Linked DNA regions of Mus musculus: regions 1, 2, 4, 5 and 6 are each linked to region 3. A link is a contact called in public HiChIP or PLAC-seq and promoter capture Hi-C data. All regions are on one chromosome and are shown on one strand. The core of a region is the stretch at or near the end of the contact, and the rest is flanking DNA. Distances in the headings are between cores, read along the strand shown.

The links. Promoter capture Hi-C pulls out the DNA fragments that hold promoters and counts their contacts. HiChIP or PLAC-seq counts read pairs in DNA pulled down with a chosen protein or histone mark.
Region 1: a contact with region 3 is called in a promoter capture Hi-C map of liver, with 6 times the contacts expected there. The contact joins the promoter of Rbm6 here to the promoter of Elp6 in region 3. A contact is called at or near these places in 3 of 39 promoter capture datasets (liver and pre-B cells).
Region 2: a promoter capture Hi-C map of pre-B cells shows a contact between it and region 3, with 3 times the contacts expected there. The contact joins the promoter of Nicn1 here to the promoter of Elp6 in region 3. A contact is called at or near these places in 2 of 39 promoter capture datasets (liver and pre-B cells) and 1 of 484 Hi-C or Micro-C datasets (B cells).
Region 4: an H3K27ac HiChIP or PLAC-seq map of thymic regulatory T cells shows a contact between it and region 3, with 8 times the contacts expected there. The contact joins the promoter of Rassf1 here to the promoter of Elp6 in region 3. A contact is called at or near these places in 1 of 39 promoter capture datasets (pre-B cells) and 1 of 115 datasets of contacts at active chromatin or transcription factors (thymic regulatory T cells).
Region 5: a contact with region 3 is called in a promoter capture Hi-C map of pre-B cells, with 5 times the contacts expected there. The contact joins the promoter of Rbm5 here to the promoter of Elp6 in region 3. A contact is called at or near these places in 2 of 39 promoter capture datasets (liver and pre-B cells) and 1 of 115 datasets of contacts at active chromatin or transcription factors (astrocytes).
Region 6: a contact with region 3 is called in a promoter capture Hi-C map of pre-B cells, with 3 times the contacts expected there. The contact joins the promoter of Traip here to the promoter of Elp6 in region 3. A contact is called at or near these places in 2 of 39 promoter capture datasets (liver and pre-B cells).

The regions. Positions count from the first base shown.
Region 1 is chr9:107,871,485-107,874,184 of GRCm38.p6, forward strand. It overlaps Rbm6 (RNA binding motif protein 6), which reads right to left and starts at 1,335. Exons shown (of 21, transcript NM_011251.3): 1 at 1,165-1,335.
Region 2 is chr9:108,289,115-108,291,814 of GRCm38.p6, forward strand. Nicn1 (nicolin 1) reads left to right here and starts at 1,329. Exons shown (of 6, transcript NM_025449.4): 1 at 1,329-1,548. The coding sequence starts at 1,417.
Region 3 is chr9:110,303,876-110,306,664 of GRCm38.p6, forward strand. Elp6 (elongator acetyltransferase complex subunit 6) reads left to right here and starts at 1,317. Exons shown (of 7, transcript NM_001081381.1): 1 at 1,317-1,474. The coding sequence starts at 1,421.
Region 4 is chr9:107,550,199-107,552,898 of GRCm38.p6, forward strand. It overlaps Rassf1 (Ras association (RalGDS/AF-6) domain family member 1), which reads left to right and starts at 1,357. Exons shown (of 6, transcript NM_001243748.1): 1 at 1,357-1,648. The coding sequence starts at 1,399. It overlaps Zmynd10 (zinc finger, MYND domain containing 10), which reads left to right. Exons shown (of 12, transcript NM_053253.4): 9 at 86-211; 10 at 300-421; 11 at 542-667; 12 at 763-1,123. The coding sequence ends at 838. It overlaps Gm34106 (predicted gene, 34106), which reads right to left and starts at 639. Exons shown (of 2, transcript NR_168657.1): 1 at 499-639.
Region 5 is chr9:107,769,597-107,772,296 of GRCm38.p6, forward strand. Rbm5 (RNA binding motif protein 5) reads right to left here and starts at 1,406. Exons shown (of 25, transcript NM_148930.3): 1 at 1,289-1,406; 2 at 1-30.
Region 6 is chr9:107,949,580-107,952,333 of GRCm38.p6, forward strand. It overlaps Traip (TRAF-interacting protein), which reads left to right and starts at 1,384. Exons shown (of 15, transcript NM_011634.3): 1 at 1,384-1,593. The coding sequence starts at 1,496. Camkv (CaM kinase-like vesicle-associated) reads left to right here. Exons shown (of 11, transcript NM_145621.2): 11 at 1-112.

The DNA.
Region 1 (2,700 bases), core at 85-2,584, 2.4 Mb before region 3:
ATAAGTGTACTACTAGTTAAGGAGCTAAATAAAATTCAGACTCAAAGTTTTTAGGGTCTCAATGCAGCTTAGGGCGCTTCAAACCTGACATCCTCCTGCCTCATCCTCCTAAACTTCAGGATTAAACTCCACTAAGCCTGGCAGTAGATTCAACCACTATGTTTCCTCAAGTTAGTATTTTAGTGCTAAGTTACTTTCCACATTGTCATTAGCTGTTGACACTTTCCCCTTTGATTCTCACAAGCTTAGTAATGTTAACTGTGACATATTTAGTCAACAGGAAGTTGAAAACTAACAATCCTAAGGCACAATCCAGAGTTCAGAAAATGACCTGGGTGATCAAGCGGATAAAAAAGAAAAAAAAAAAAACCTACTCCTTAACTTATATCCAATTAGTCTGAAATTAATAAGAATGCCTAGGGTGGGGGTGAGGGGGAGGAGAAAATATACAAACTACCTCAAGTATATGTGCTCTACAAATAAGGCCTTTTGTTTTTAATTAAGAAACGCAACCCCACACTTGAATTCATTAGCTCAACGTCAATTATAAAGTTAAAAGAAAAGCACATTATTAACAACGCCAAAAGGAATCTAAAGCACGAATATGTGGGAACATCACTCTCCTCCTACATTCGCCCAACCGGTACAGAACCCACCAGTCACCCTCGCCCACCTCCCGGTTCTACGGGCCCGTGGGCCAGGTTCTGAACTCTCGCACCTTCCTGGTTGGGTGTCTGGGTGGGCGGCCAAGGTTACTTGCAGGGCACAAGAGTTCCGTATCTAGTGATGTCTCTCAGGACAAGATCACAAACACAAGGGGAAAGAGAAAGAAATCTCTCCTGCAGCACCACAGAGCTGAGCGCCAGAACCGCTGCCACGCGCGGGTCCCTCGCCCCACAGCTGGCCGCTCCGCGCTGGGACCGGTAATTCTACAGCCGCCTCGGGCCCCGCCCCGGGCCCGCGACCGTTCCGGGGCGTTCCTGCCGCGAGCGGCGCCTCCCGCGACACACGACTGTTTTCGCAAGCGAGCGAGGCCGCGGCCGCCCCGTGTCTTCGAAGCCACGGCTGCTAGGCCGCGCGGGCCCGCGATTTCCAGAGCCGCCAGGCCCGCTGACCCCGTCCCAGAAGCTCGGGCACGCCCTCTCTCCTAGCCTGGGCCCTTACCAAAGCAGCGTAGCCGCCGCGGCCCGCTTCTCCTCCTCCTCAGAGGCCGCCACGGACCCAGCGTCCCGGAGACCGGAACTTCCTCCCGGTGGGCTCCGGCTTCCACAAAGGCGTCGCGCCACCGCCTTCAGCGCTGGGCCCGCCGGGAGATGAAGTACGGCCGCAAATCCCGCGGCCTCCTCTCCCGCCGTGCCCTGCGCGCAGCGGCTTTGACGGCTGGTGGAGCTGCTGCCCAATGGAAAGGCACGCTGTTAGCCACTGCCCAATTAGAAGGCACGCTTCTCCGCAGGGCCTGCCGGGAGTTATGGTTTGGCTTCAGTGCTGTCACTGCTTCTCTGGTGTTTTCCTCGCAAGTGTGCAAGGGGTCCGGGTGGCTTAGACAGCCTAGTGACACACCCTGCCAGGTGCTGGGGGACGGTCCTGCCTTGCCCCTTGGGAAAGAGAGAGATTGTCAGTTCGGGTGCAGAAAATGGGAGGAGATCTTTCCGGTCTTATTCCGTTACGGCAAAGGGCTGCTGGCTTTTCGGCTACATAAATAAGACCCCTTCTACCTAAGTCCAGAGAATAAATGCAAAAGTACTGCTTGAGTTGAAGTATTAGGACCCAAAGACTCGTCCTTTTTTACCTTCCGACAGACTTCTGGTCAAACACTCCAGGCGGAAATCATCCGTGTAAAAAGGTTCAGTAGCTCAACCCATTAAAAAAAAATAATAAAACTTGTTTCTACAGGTCCCGCTAGCTCTAGGCAATAAATGTAGACACGCGTGACTCGCCACAAAAACTGCACATCGTAATTCTAACGGAAAGAAAGCAAAGTAACTGTTGATACGCAACCTCTTCCAGAATCTTCCAGCTAATGATCTACCTGACTCCCAAGTTCTCAGGTAGATTGTCTATATTGTGAGGGGTTTGCTTATCCCAGCCACCTGGTGCCTTGTGTGTATGCCCTGGCGATATATGATATTGTAGCCTAATTCGATTCTTCAAGGTCAAAGAAAGACACTTGGAGAAACAGTTCATCAGTTAAAAACACTGGTTGCTCTCCAGAGGTTCAATTCCCAAAAACTACGTGGCGGTTCACAATCCTCTGTTCCTTCAGTTCAAAGAGATCCAATGCTCTTTTCTAGCCTCTGAGGGGACTGTACATATGTGACAAATAAAATATCAATAAATGCTGCTGCCATAAATGCCCACTGGAAAAAGCTGGGCATGGAGACAGGAAGTGATGGTGCAATACTTTAATCCCTCCACTCCAGAGGCAGAAACAGATGTACCTTTGAGTTCAAGGCAAGCCTGTTCTACAGAGTGAGTTCTAGTACAGTCTGGGCTACAAAAAGGAACCCCTGTGTGATGGTTTGCATATGCTCAGCTCAGGGAGTGGCACTATTAGAAGTTGTGACCCTGTTGGAGTAGGTGTGTCACTGTGGGTGTAGGCAATAAGATTCTTATCCTAGCTGCCTGGAAGTCAGTATTCTGCTAGCAGCTTTCAGGTAAAGATGTAGAACTCTCAGCTCCTCCTAAGTCATGTCTTCCTGG
Region 2 (2,700 bases), core at 79-2,578, 2.0 Mb before region 3:
TATGTGTACGCAATGCACAAGGGGCTGTGTAGGGGTATGTACACATAAGTTCAAATTTCCCTAGAGGCCAGAAGAGAGCATTTAAGTTACAGGCATTCATTGGAGCCTGATGGGAGTTTTGGGAACTAAACTTCATTCTCTGGAAAAGTAGCAGGGGCTTTTAACTGCTAAGCCATCTCTCCTGCTGCATGGACTGAAATTCCTGACCATACACCTCAGATTCTTTAATGTTCCCAAATGCCTCAATATAAAATGTAAAAGGAAAACTTGGTAGGTTGGCATGATAACACATACCTTTAATCCCAGAATTATGGAGGCAGATGGATCTCTCTGAATTTGAGGTTTGCTTCATCTACATCTGTAGTGAGATCTTGTCTCAAAAAATAAACAAATCCCAAACCAAGTATTTGCCTCTTCTCCGGTCAATCAATTTATTGACTGTTTTGCTTTTTTTTTTTTTTTTTTTTTTTTTTTTTTTTAGCTAGGGCCTCACATAGCCCAAGCTAACCTGAAACCTACTACATTCATGAGATTAGCCTTGAACCTCTGATCTTACCGATTCTGCTTCTACCTTCCAAGTGCTGGGTTAACTAAAGTGTCACCAATGCCTGGCATTTTATTTCTTAACTAAATTTTACAATTTTGGTGGGATTACAGGAGTGAATCAATACCTTGTGACCCCACTTTGTTTGTTTGTTTGTTTGTTTTTGAGACAGGACTGGCTTGGAACTCTCTTTGTAAATCAGATTGGTTTTAAACTCTCAGTGATTCACCTGCTTCTGACTCTGCCTCCTCAATGTTGGGATTAAAGGCTTGCACCAATATACCTGATCTGGTTTGTAGTTTTAAAAATACCATAGTTCCGAGGTCAGGAAAAGGTGCCATATCCCTTAAGTTGCCATATACCTCGGGTTGTACCCAGATGGATCTTGTGGATGCTATGGAGAAATAATTCCTTTGTGTAACATCCTTGGCTGTCCTGGAACTCTCTGTAGACCAGACTGGCTTCGAACTCGGAGACCTGCCTGCCTTTGCCTCCCAAGTGCCGGGATTGAAAGCGAGTGACACTAAACGCCTGATTGTTTTATACATCTTAACCTAATAAAGTAGCAGAATTTAAGTGAGGGATAAGACAGCCCAAAGCATTCTGGATCCTTTGGATAAAGAACGGCTCGACGGTTGCCCGGAGCAGCCCGGGAGGGACTTACAGACGCGAGGATGATTGGTTGAAGAAGAACTTCCGTTGACATTTCCGACTCTTGACCCGCCCTGATCATCGGTGATTGGCTGAACTGTTACAAACGTTATGTGGCCTGGGAGTTGTAGTTCTTTTGGTTGATAAGGGACGCCAATAAGAGCTAGTGGTTGGATGGAGACTGTGAGCGGTGATTTTGCTTGGTTGTAATCTCCCAAATCATGTCCCGTGTGTTGGTGCCCTGTCATGTGAAAAGCACTGTAGCCCTGCAAGTGGGCGACATGAGGACCTCTCAAGGTCGGCCTGGCGTGCTGGTCGTCGATGTCACTTTTCCCAACATCGCGCCTTTCGAGGTGAGCAACCCCCCATATAAGCGATCAAGGCTTCTGGGCGGGGAATACCTAGTAACTTGGGCGTTTCCTAGGCATTTACACAGCTTCTACAGTGTCTCTTGCTTTTGCGAATTGGGCCTATTCAGAAGCATTTACAGTCTTTATTAATAAGCTTTATTAAATAGACTAGAGTTTCCCGTCCTATCCTCTTCAGCATCTCTTCCCAGTGCCCAGGATATCACTGGAACTACAATTTGAATCTCAGTACAAGTGAGAGGATATTTGATTTCGGCCGTAGCTGCAATCGTCAAACAATGATGCAAACGTACCATTCCAGTGGCCCCTGCCACAGGTCAGGTGCAACCTAGCCTTCATCTAGGTCCTCCTGGTGACTTGTTTCCAATCCCTAGTTGTTCTTCCATTTCAACTGACAGTGACAGGGCGTTGCATGACCTCAACACAGGACAAAGGCTACCTCTAATGGCATAGCATCCTTCCCTTACCCACCCTCTTGGCTCTATGTGCTTTGTATTACAATATGTCATTCTCTCGCAAGATGTTGCTTCCCAACAATCTGGGGAAACCTAGTTAATTGATCCGACCCTGGAAAATCTGAGTCAGTGTGTTTGAGGTGGATCTTTGACATCTATATTTTTATTTACTTATTTAATATTTTTATTTTAAAAAAGCTTTATTTTAAATCTATGAGTGTTGTTTTTGCATGTCTGCATATATACCTTGTGCATGGCTGGTACTAGTAGAGGCCAGAAAAAGGTTCTGAATCCTCTGGAACTGGAGTTATGAACAGCTGTGAGGTGCCGTGTAGGTGCTGGGAACCAAACCTGGTCCTCTGCAAGAGCACCAAGTACTCTTCATTGCTGAGCCATCTCTCTAGTCCTGATATCTGTGCTTTTGTGTGTTTTGTTTTGTTTTGTTTAAGTTCCATAGGTGATGCTGGTGTGCATCGAGATGGAAACTACTGCTATGGCAGTTGGTACTCTAGGCTCCCCAAACCCCTCCAGTGCAGGATCCTACTATTCTTCTTTTTTGCTGTTGCTTTTTGTTTTTCGAGACAGGGTTTCTCTGTGTAGCCCTGGCTGTCCTGGAACTCACTCTGTAGACCAGGCTGGCCTCAAACTCAGAAATCTGCCTGCCTTTGCCTCCCAAGTGCTG
Region 3 (2,789 bases), core at 67-2,566:
ATAGATGGTTGTGAGCCACCATGTGGTTGCTGGGATTTGAACTCTGGACCTTCAGAAGAGCAGTCGGGTGCTCTTACCCACTGAGCCATCTCACCAGCCCTGCTTCTGTTTCTTAAGTGCTGAAATTAAAGGTATGTGCCACCACCACTAGCTTATATTTCTTTCTTCCTCTTCTTCCTCCTCCTCCTCTTTTTTGTTTGTTTGCTTGCTTGTTTTTTCGAGATGGGGTTTCTGTGTTCGCCTGGCTAGCCTGGATTCACTTTGTAGACCAGGATGGCCTCATACTGCCAGAGATCTGCCTGCCTCTGCCTCCTGAACACTAGGATTAAAGGTGTGCCCCATAACGCCCAGTTCCATTATTTTTATTTTTTAGAGGTAGTTTCACAAAGCTCAGACTTGCTGGCAACCCTCCTGCCTAAGCCTCCTGACAGCTGAGATCACAGATGTTGGCAGCATGCTTTTTATGTTGTTTTTGATGCTAGGAAAGAACTCTTCAACTGACCTGTATCCCTCTGACTTTTCTTTTTTGTTCTTTTATTGTTTTAGCAGAAGGCCGAGGAGGGCCTTGCTTATTTAAAATAAAACTATGCATACGTTTTGATGGTATGTATAGGTGCACCACTTCTATGCTTGGTACCCTTGGAGGCCAGAAGAGGCTATCAGATTCCCTGGGACTGTAGTTACAGAGGGTTATAAGTTGCCAAGTGGATAATGAGAATCAAATTAGGGTCCTCTAAAATCTTCTGAGTCCCCTTAAATTTTTTTGTGTATATTGTGTGTGCATGTGCTGCAGAGCCCAGAAGAGGGCGTCGGGTCCCCTGGAGCTGGAGTTACAAGTAGAGCAACCCAATGTGGGTGGTCTTCAGAGGGAGGAAGAAGAGCGTTTATTCCCTGAGCCATCTCTTTGGCCTCCTGGCTTCTGCTTTATACAAAAAGCTCTTCAGGATGTAATTCTGTGCTAGTAAGGTTTGTTCTCTCTTTTTGCGAAGATCCTGCAAACATTTCTCTATGTGTTCCATGTATCTAGCCCAAGTTTGTGAGCAATACACTAGGAAGACGTGGAGCAACTAAGACCCGGAGGTGCGGAGGGAGGGGGAGCAACGGAAAGAGAAAGCTCGCCTGCTCGTGCTAAATCGTGAGGGAGCACCAGCACTGTGTGGACCCGCACCTACTGAGAGCAGCACAATGGTCCATTGCCCGAATGAGAGATCGCTCTAAGGCTCAGCTTTACGAGCATACGTGCTCACGCGCTTGCGCAGCAGCAGCAGCAGCATCACAACCCCAAGCCTGATTGGCTGACTCGAGTCCGGCAGCGAGATCACGCATGCGCGCTTTCTCGCGCTCGCGAGCACGGTCTTGTGGGTGCTGTTCTTGGACCTTCATTCTTTCTGTAGAACCATAATTTTTATCCCAGTTCACGATGTTTCCGGAACTCAACAACCTTCTCAGCACCACCCCAGACAAGACCGAGCAGGTAAGATGTCGTGCGGACCGGAAGAGGGCAGGTCCCGGGAGCGTGCAGGATTGCATCCGGGACGCTGCGCGGTGGAGTAGGCGCGTCTGCCGTAAACCGAGGGCATCTGGGAGTTGTAGTCTGGAGAGGGCTCGCCGAGGCTGCAGTCGCATTCCTGGGCCTTTGGAAGATGGGTTTCTGGACTATCTTGCGTGTTCGCTTCCAGCCCCAGGACCATGTGCTCCGTGCCACACTGGCGCCCAAAGATGGTTGCAGAGCAGGCCCTAGAGGAGATCCTTTTATCTGTCCTGAATCTCCTTCCACCATGGAACATTTTACAGGTTGCACGGAACACTGCTTGCACTCTTCCTAGTTCTGATGATATCTGGTTGCAAAAAGGCCTCAGCATATTCCATCCCCTCTGTTTTTCCCAACCTCCTCACTCTCCATGGAACCTCGAAATGTCTTTCACATTTTCACTTAGGGGTTACCTCTCCCAGGAGTATATCTGTTTTATTCTGTAATTTGCAGCAAACACACCACATATGGAAAGCTTTAAATAGATCTTGTGGATTTTGGTTGTTTGGTTGCTTATTTGTTTTTTTTGTTTTTTGAGACAGGGTTTCTCTGTGTAGCTCTGGCTGTCCTGGAACTCACTCTGTAGACCAGGCTAGGCCTTGAACTCAAGAAATCTGCCTGTCTCTGCCTCCCAAGTGCTGGGATCAAAGGCGTGTGCCACCACTGCCCTGCGATCCTTCTGGGTTTTATTTGCCTAACAGTTCTTGACTGTTCAGACCTCCAGTTCTGACTACTTTTCTAGTTGCTAGGGCATTTCCCAGGTCCAGAGTGACAGCAGGAAGTGACCACTTTGGGTGGGAAATGTGTTTCAAGGCCAGGCAGTGTGATTTGGCATTTTATATTGGGGGGAGGGAGGAGAGGGACACAGCTGAAACCCAGAGGCATTGGACAGGTTTTCCCTAGGTTGGTACAGCATTGAGGTGGTGTGTGACAGCCCTTGGTCCCAATGTTGTCTGTTACTTACAGAACTACAGCAGGTAGTTAGGCAATGCAGAGACCATCTTCATAGGGCTTTCCAGCGATTGCTGTGATAAGAGTCCCGTCTGAACCACAGTCACTGGGAGATCTTTGTCATCAGAGGCCTTGTCAAGAATTGGGCCAGGGGATAGAACAGTGGATATAGGGCTTGGCACCAAGTATAGAAGTGGAATTTGGGTTCCAAGAACCCACGTCAAAGCCAGGTAGGCAAGAGGACACCTGTCATCCCAGCACTAAAGAGGCAGAGGTGGGATCCCTGGGGCAAGCTGGCTGGCTGCAT
Region 4 (2,700 bases), core at 107-2,606, 2.8 Mb before region 3:
CAGCCCAATTTCAGGACTTCCTGTCTCTTGGCCCTCTGGCTAGGAACAGTTAGTTTCTCAATGGCCTTCCCTGGATCTCTTGCAGCTTCAGGCCTTCCTCACTGACACACTACTCGACCAGTTGCCCAATCTTGCCGATCTGAAGGGTTTCCTGGCCCACCTGTCCCTGGCTGAAACCCAGCCCCCTAAGAAGGACCTAGTGTTAGAACAGGTAAGGCCCTAGAACATGCTTGGGAGTGCTTGGGACGGTGGTCCACTTTTCCGGCTCCTTCCTCCCTGTCTCCATTACACTTTTTTAGATCCCAGAAATCTGGGATCGCCTGGAGAGAGAGAACAAAGGGAAATGGCAGGCTATCGCCAAGCACCAGCTTCAGCACGTATTCAGCCTCTCGGAGAAGGATCTTCGTCAACAAGCACAGAGGTAAAGTCCACTGAGTGGCTGAAGTCACGTGCATAGGACCAAGGAGGGAAGGTCACCTAGTGCTTCTGTGCACCTACCTGCCCGGTCCGTCCATTCAGCTCTTCTCGACTCCTCCCCCAGGTGGGCTGAAACCTACAGGCTGGATGTCCTAGAGGCAGTAGCTCCGGAGAGGCCCCGCTGCGGCTACTGCAACGCAGAGGCCTCCAAGCGCTGCTCCAGATGCCAGAATGTGTGGTATTGCTGCAGGTGAGGCGATCCTGGGACCTTAGTTGCCCCCCTAAGCTCCAACCCTGGGTTCTCCTACAAGCCCTGTCATTGTCATGCAACCCACCCCGCTGCAGGGAGTGTCAAGTCAAGCACTGGGAGAAGCACGGAAAGACATGTGTTCTAGCAGCCCAAGGTGACAGAGCCAAGTGAAGGCCGTAGCTGCCGAGGGCCGACAGAAGAGCGCACCCAGACTGTGACTGAGCTTCAGGGACTCGTGGCTCGCCCCTGTCAGACCTCAATTTCCCTGGTGAGCACAGCTGAGTCAAGTAGAGCTGCAAACCACCACACTCTTCACTTCCTGCCCCACCCAGCGAATACGCAGAGGACCAGGCCACAGCATCAGCAAACTGGCAGACAGGGTTGGGGGGTGTAAGCAAGGGCCGGATGTGGAGACCCTCTTCCTTTCGCACAATAAAGCAGACTCATGAAACGCAACAGTGTGGCGCTGTACAGTCATCCTTGGGGTCGGGGGAGAAGACTGGACGGAAAGATTGGGAAGGGGCTCTTTGAAAGGGCCCACCCCTGTGCCGTGCCCCGCCCACAAGTCCACACGGTCGGCTCGCCTAGGGTTCCAGCGCGTCCTCCTCGGCTCTTTCCCGCCGCCCTGCCTGGATCCTGGGGGCGGTGCCGAAGTCGCGGCCCGCCCTGCGGCCTCGCCCGCTCGGTACTCACTAGCTGCTAGTCCGCTACAGCACCGGCCTGACCGGGCCATGTCGGCGGAGCCAGAACTCATTGAACTACGCGAGCTGGCACCGTCCGGGCGCATCGGTCCAGGCCGTACCCGGCTGGAGCGTGCCAACGCTCTGCGCATCGCCCCGGGTACAACACGCAATCCGTCACAGCAGCACGTCCCGGGTCGTGGCCACCGTTTCCAGCCTGCAGGGCCCACCACGCACACGTGGTGCGACCTCTGTGGAGACTTCATCTGGGGCGTCGTGCGCAAGGGCCTACAGTGCGCGCGTGAGTAAGCGGCCCCACACAGCCAGCGACTACGGAAAGGGAGGCAGCACCATAGTTGCGGGTCAAGCGGCAGTGGAGGGCTGGTCAGTTGTGATGATCCTGCAGACCAGATCTCCTGGCCTTGCTCCATCAGGGAGAGTGCTTGAGAAAATGGTTTATCACTTGTCACGCTCTGTCCGTGCACAGTTGGGCAGAGTTAGTTGTCTGTGAATAAGAAGGTGCTTCAAGTTTGTCTTTAAAGTGCTTGTGCCCTTTCTTGAAAAGCCTTTGTGCCTGCTGAGCTCTGAGCCTACATTCCGAGGCCCGCCTCTTCCCAACGATTGGCTCACTGTGTTCCCCCTCTAGATTCCTGGGTGACGTCTCCCACATTAATAGGGGGCCAGAAAAAGTTAGAACCTTAGTTAGGCTCCTTGTTAGTAGGAATTCTATTGAAACTTCAGTCAAGGTTGTTTTGAGTCAAGGATGCAGAGGCTAAAACATGGAGTCCAGCCACACACACAATGAGTGGTCCTTCTGACCTAGGAATTACCAGCAAACAGAACCACGCAGGACAATATATACCTTCCAGTCTCCTCGCGCCTACTTCTCCTCTCAGACTTGTTGACTCCGTTGTTGAAAGTGGACCTTAGGCATCCTGGTTTTTCTGTTTTGGTTTGGTTTTTTGGTTGTTTTGTTGTGTTTTAAGACAGGGTTTCACTCTGCAGCCCTGGCTTGCCTAGAACTCTCTATGCAGACCAGGCTGTGACAAGCAACCCACCTGCCCCTGCCTCCCAAGTTCTGATGTATAGTTTTGAGTTGAGAATCGGTGCTTTGGGCCATATAGGAACTTAAAAATGGCACTGTAGGCCTGTGTGTGCCTCCAGATCATCTCATTCACTATACAAGTATGTCACAAACTCAGCTAGTGTAGCAGTTTGTGACAGAATGCCACATGAGAGCAAGAGCTGCGGCATCTCAGCATTCACAAGGAGAAAGAAAGCTGCTCTGGGGTTCTTGTCTAGGAAGCAAGACAGTTTGGGAGATAAGGAAGAAACCAAAGGCAAATGGAGGGT
Region 5 (2,700 bases), core at 156-2,655, 2.5 Mb before region 3:
CACACTGCTTCAAAAGGCTTAAATTTTCCCCTAGGGGTGGGAAAGAGAAAAATTGCAAATTTCAGAGATCACTTAATTCAAGAACCCTACAAACTGGGATAGAAACTGTGGCTAATACTTAACAATGACTAAAAAGAGGAAGGAAAAGGAGGCTGTCAACACTAAGTCATAATTGTGTTAAGAAGCAGGAAGATGAAGGTCACTTTAACATATTAAGATCATATATTCAATAAGAAACTCAAGAAGGGTGAAGGCTTTAGACACCTTGGACACTCCCACTACAATTACAAAGCAAAAAGCTCCTGATTTTCATAACCAAAGCAACGCTATTTATTGAGATGGACAATGATTAAAGCATTCATCCAACTGTCTTCGTTAATATAAAATTCAACACTAAAATTGTAACACGATCTCAAATTTTTCTGACAAAAACTTAGAAGCTGGAATGCTGATCTGATTGAAATTTACATATATAACACATCGCCTGATCTCAATTTATTTCAGTAAGACAAGACCAAACCTTGACTCGGCTTAATATCTGTGTATCAATAACACCTATGTCTTGGACCAGCCCTGATCGACAACAGGCCACCGAGTGACCCACAGCCTTTCCCCGGCCGATTGGCCGTAATAAAACATCACACAGCTATGATGCCTGTGATGTCCCAGAAACTATAGTTACTGCCATTTCTAGAATCTGGTCTTTTAAAGCAAGCACTTAACAAACATTCGTTGACTTAAAAAATAAGAGACATCTAGTGGGTCAAGTTCCGGGGTCGAACGGCTACGGCTGTCCCTTGTTTTCGCCCGAGATGCCCGCACCCACCTCCCAGGGAGGTTGCCCATGCCCACCTCCGCGGGGTATCGCAGCCGAGATGGCGGCGCAACTGAATCCGGCATTCAGTCCATCTTTCTTATCTTCCATCCATCCCTCCCCACACCCATTCCCAACCACCTTTCGCACAGCGAGATTCAGTTGGAGACTCAGGGCGATGATGGCTTAAGAGACTGCCAGGCGCTCCACAGCTCCGCACGACAGGGGATTCGGGACAACGTCCCAGCAAGAGACAAACAACTCCAAAGAGGCGGGTCGAGGACCGGGCTAGGGGGCAACCTATGAAAGCCAGCAGAGCCAGAGGCGAGGAGGGGCGCGGCCCTCAAGCGCTTGCTTAGTTTAGTCTCTTCAAAGACTCGGCTGAGCGGTCACCTCTGGCGGCTGACAGGCAGACTTAAGGGACAGCACCAATTGCAAAATCACTGGGGTGTAATGGACGGCAGCCGCACTCACCCCCACAGAGGGAACAAAGCAGGAGCAGTAGCGGCTCTGCGCCCCAGAACCTCCTACAAGGTTCGGCCGCTCCACAAAATGGCGTCTCCACCGACCGTCTTCTCCTACCCACAGTCCCTCGCGCGTCGACCTTCCCCCACCTCCCATCCTACCCGCCTCTCCAGAGGCGTCCAATCAGCGAGGGTGCCGGTCTGCGCGAGGGCTGCCGGGAAGTGTGGTCGCCCAGGCAGCCTGTCACTATACCCTGCGTTAATTTTTTTGCGTATTTCATCTGCTCCATGACAAAGCTGCCATTCAGCTTCTGAGAACCCGGATGTGAACTTTACCAGCGCTTGACACACTGTAAAACGTATAATCCAGTTCGTAGAGAAGGCATACTACGGATTACTTCCCTAGTCGTTTTACAAACATACAGAGCTAATAATTCGGTAAACTGGAAACTGAACTAGCTTGTTTTCAGAAGCCATGCCAGCACTAGAATATGAACTCCAGAACAATAGGGATATTTTGTTGTAAGACCCTGCCACAAGCAAACAAAACAACAATAAAACCAAGCCTGTGAGATAGCCTCATCAGGTAAGGCTTACTGCCAAGCCTAAAACCCTGAGTTCCATCCCTGCAATTCACAGGATGGAAAGAGAACCACGCATGAGAGTAGTCTTCTGATGTGGCAAACATGGATGTGTGTTCAAATACACCAACAATAAGTAAATGCAAAGCAGCCCAAATTCAAACCAAATCATCACCCAACTACACATTAAAAAAAAAAATCCAACAAAACAGACAAAACCCTAGAGGTTCCCCCCCCCCCTCTCTCTGCTTTTTGTGGAGATATTGTCATCCAGTTGCCATAACTTGTCCTCTGCATATGTAGTTATTAGGGAGCAGATTTCCCTCATTTTTTTTTTTAATTTTTCTTCCCTTCCCTCCCTTTTGTTTTCTTTAGAAAGGGTCTCTATAGTTCTGGTTAGCCTGGAATTCACAATGTAGACTGACCAAGATCCATCTCCTTAGTGTGGGACTGTTTCTGACCCTCCAGTTTTCACCTCCTTCTGGGATTACAAGTCTGATAAGAATAACGGTGTGCAGGAATTAGGGTGACTGAAACTGGCTAGAAATGCCTGATAACACAGCTGAAGGAACACATACTCAACATCTTTCTTTTGTATCTATGTATTCTCAGTATACAATTATGTAAATGTTAAGATATGCCCAATTATGGTTGAGTATATATAACACACTTAACCGCAGAAAATATACATTTGTCTGCAGATCATAGAAACCACTTATAGCAGGGTGTGGTGATCCATGCCTATAATCCCAGAGGTAATTGGATCTCTGAGTTCAAGGCCAGCCTGGTCTAAAAAGGTGAGTTCCAGGAAAGCCAGGGTGATATAAAGAACTCACTCACT
Region 6 (2,754 bases), core at 134-2,633, 2.4 Mb before region 3:
TGCCCTTCTCCCTGCATGCCTGTGGGTCTGCTCTGGTATGTGAAGGTTGGTGGGCTAACTGTGTGCCTACTGAACCTGGCAAATAAACGTCACCCTGCAAAGCCTCTGGCCACCCTCTTGCCTTTGCTTCCTCTGTCCTCTTGGGGAGGAGCCTATGGAAGGCAGTGCGGGAGGGACGAGGCTGTGGGACGATCAGTTTTTGGGTAGCGGTTGATGCTTAGTGTGTTGCTTGGAGTGAGAGTGGAGGTCACCTTCTCCAGTGTCTACCTGGATGATGTTGATGGGACTCCTCTGGACGCTAAAAATCCCACGAGAGTGGTGTGTTTCAGCTAAAAACTATCCCGAGCTGAGCGCCGAAGGGCTGACGCTTTTCCGATTCTTGTTGACAAAGAGCCTTTGTCTTAACTTGGACTTAGAGGTGGAATCTACTCAGGGCCAACCACTATAGGAAGTGACCTTGCGCGTGGGCACAGTGGGGAGAGGGTGGGATTGCACAACAGTTCTGTGCTTCTTGATGCCTACTTCCTGTGAATACCTGTGCTTTCCACTTAGACCAAAAAGATTTCATTCTGTCTTCCCCGGCTGGAGCAGACCTACTTTATAAAGTTATGTATGCTTCTTCTGAGGGAGTAATACTGCTAACGATACCGTAAAAATCGCTAAGGAGCCTCGCTTCAACTCAAGATGGCCTTTCTCAGGGAGGACCTTAAATTATCTGATGTGGGAATAATAAAGAGGGTTTGTTATTTCCTGGTCTTTGAAGCATCTGTACCTCCAAAATCACCATCCTACAGTCTCAGGTATGAGGCATTCTGGGAGGAAAGGGCTAAATTACTAGCTCCAGTGTCTACCTAATCTCAAAGGTTATTAGGTCATATTTGAATAAAGCCAGGACTAGTGTAGTGGTTCGAAGGGCTAGGACTTAATGTGTCCACCTTTCCAAGATGATCCATAGTAGAAGGTTTAGAAAGTGGGGAGCCCTCTTTCTGTTTGGGAACTGTGGGCTGCCAGCGTATGGCCTATTACTTTCCATAGCCATGGTACCATCATCCCCTTTTCTTGGCATTCCAGTCTATTTGACTGCCCTGAAGTGCAGCAAGAAGGGGTCTGGTTCACTTCGCACCGGCTCTAGCTTGAGACAATACCCGGCTTAGCAGGGATAGGGGTCAGACTGTAGTTTCACTGTTTTACGCCACAGGGGATCGCAGGGTTTTGCGGTAGAAACAGGGACCCACTCCCAGGAGACCCGAAGGAGCTAAATCCCAGGATTCCGCACGGCTGGCGGGCTGCTTATCACAGCCCTCCAGCGCCCCGCCCCGAAGTTTGTCCAATCAGAGGGAAGCACTCAGGCGTGGGTTTGTTATTCCTTCCGGTTCACTACCGGAAGTCGTGCGGTGGAGCGAAATTTGAAGGAACCGGAGCGGTGGCCGGTTCGGCCACCAAACTGTGTCTGTCGCTGGCAGCTGGTTCCCTGGGCTGCTTGAGTCGAGCCATCATGCCTATCCGCGCTCTGTGCACTATCTGCTCCGACTTCTTCGATCACTCCCGTGACGTGGCTGCCATCCACTGTGGCCACACTTTTCATCTGCAATGGTGAGTGACGGCGGTGTAGGGCCCCGTGCGTGTCCTAGAACCACTTAGACGCTATGGGGGTGTCGGGCCTAGAGACAATCCCTCCTCCGAACTAAGACAAGTGACGACGACATTAGAGGAGCCTCACGGAAGCTTTCCAACCTGGGCCGAAGTGGGCCAGGTGGAAGTGATACCGGTAGCCCACGGTGAAAGAGTGCTTCTTTATTGCGCTAAGAAATGACTTCAAAACTATTAGTTTGAGCGAAGATGAGCTTTTACTGCACTAACGAGCTATTGTATTTTATTTGAGAGTCAAGAGACAGACCAACAGCCGGGCGGTGGTGGCGCAAGCCTTTAATCCCAGCACTTGGGAGGCAGAGGCAGGCGGATTTCTGAGTTCGAGGCCAGCCTGGTCTACAGAGTGAATTCCAGGACAGCCAGGGCTATACAGAGAAACCCTGTCTCGCAAAACAAAACAAAAAAAGAAACAGACCAATTTATGCTGATAGGTTTCTGGCAATCTTTAAGGGTCTGTCGTTTGCTGGAATGCTTTGGATTGTTTCTATCCAGAAACACCTCGTTGATCAGACACTCCAGTACACCTGGCTTAACTTGGAATGGCAAGGAAGTGTGTTCCTGTCGTCGAGGGGTCCTGATGTTCAGTTGTCTTGTGGGTGACGAAAGAGTCCCTTTGCAACTGAGCAGGCTGATCCAAAGCTCCCAACCAAAGAGAAAATAAGGTAGAAGAGAGGTCTCCTTTGGGAGACTGGGAGGTTTTTGAGGGGCAATAGGGCCCACAAAGCAGGAAGTGGTGTGAACACTTCTGGGTGTCTCCCATTTGCAAAGCTTTGTTTAAAACCGACCTTAGAGTCTGTTGTGTTGCATATCCCAGTACAGGCTGGGGAGGAGGGACAGTGTGGAGACTGAATGATTGGGAGTTTTAAGGTTAGTCTCAGCTACATAAGTAAGGCAAAAGTCAGCCTGAATTTTCCCAGACCTTGTGTCAAAAAGACAAACAAACAAAACCACATAATACAGTGTTGTGTGGCCTGAGCTCCATTCCTAAGGAGCCATTGTGTAGTTAGGTTAGAAGTAACCCCGCCACTAAAGCTACTTTGTATCACCTGCTCTCTCCCTAAGCTTTCACCTTGGACTTTCCTGTGTAATTATGTTTTAGGTCTG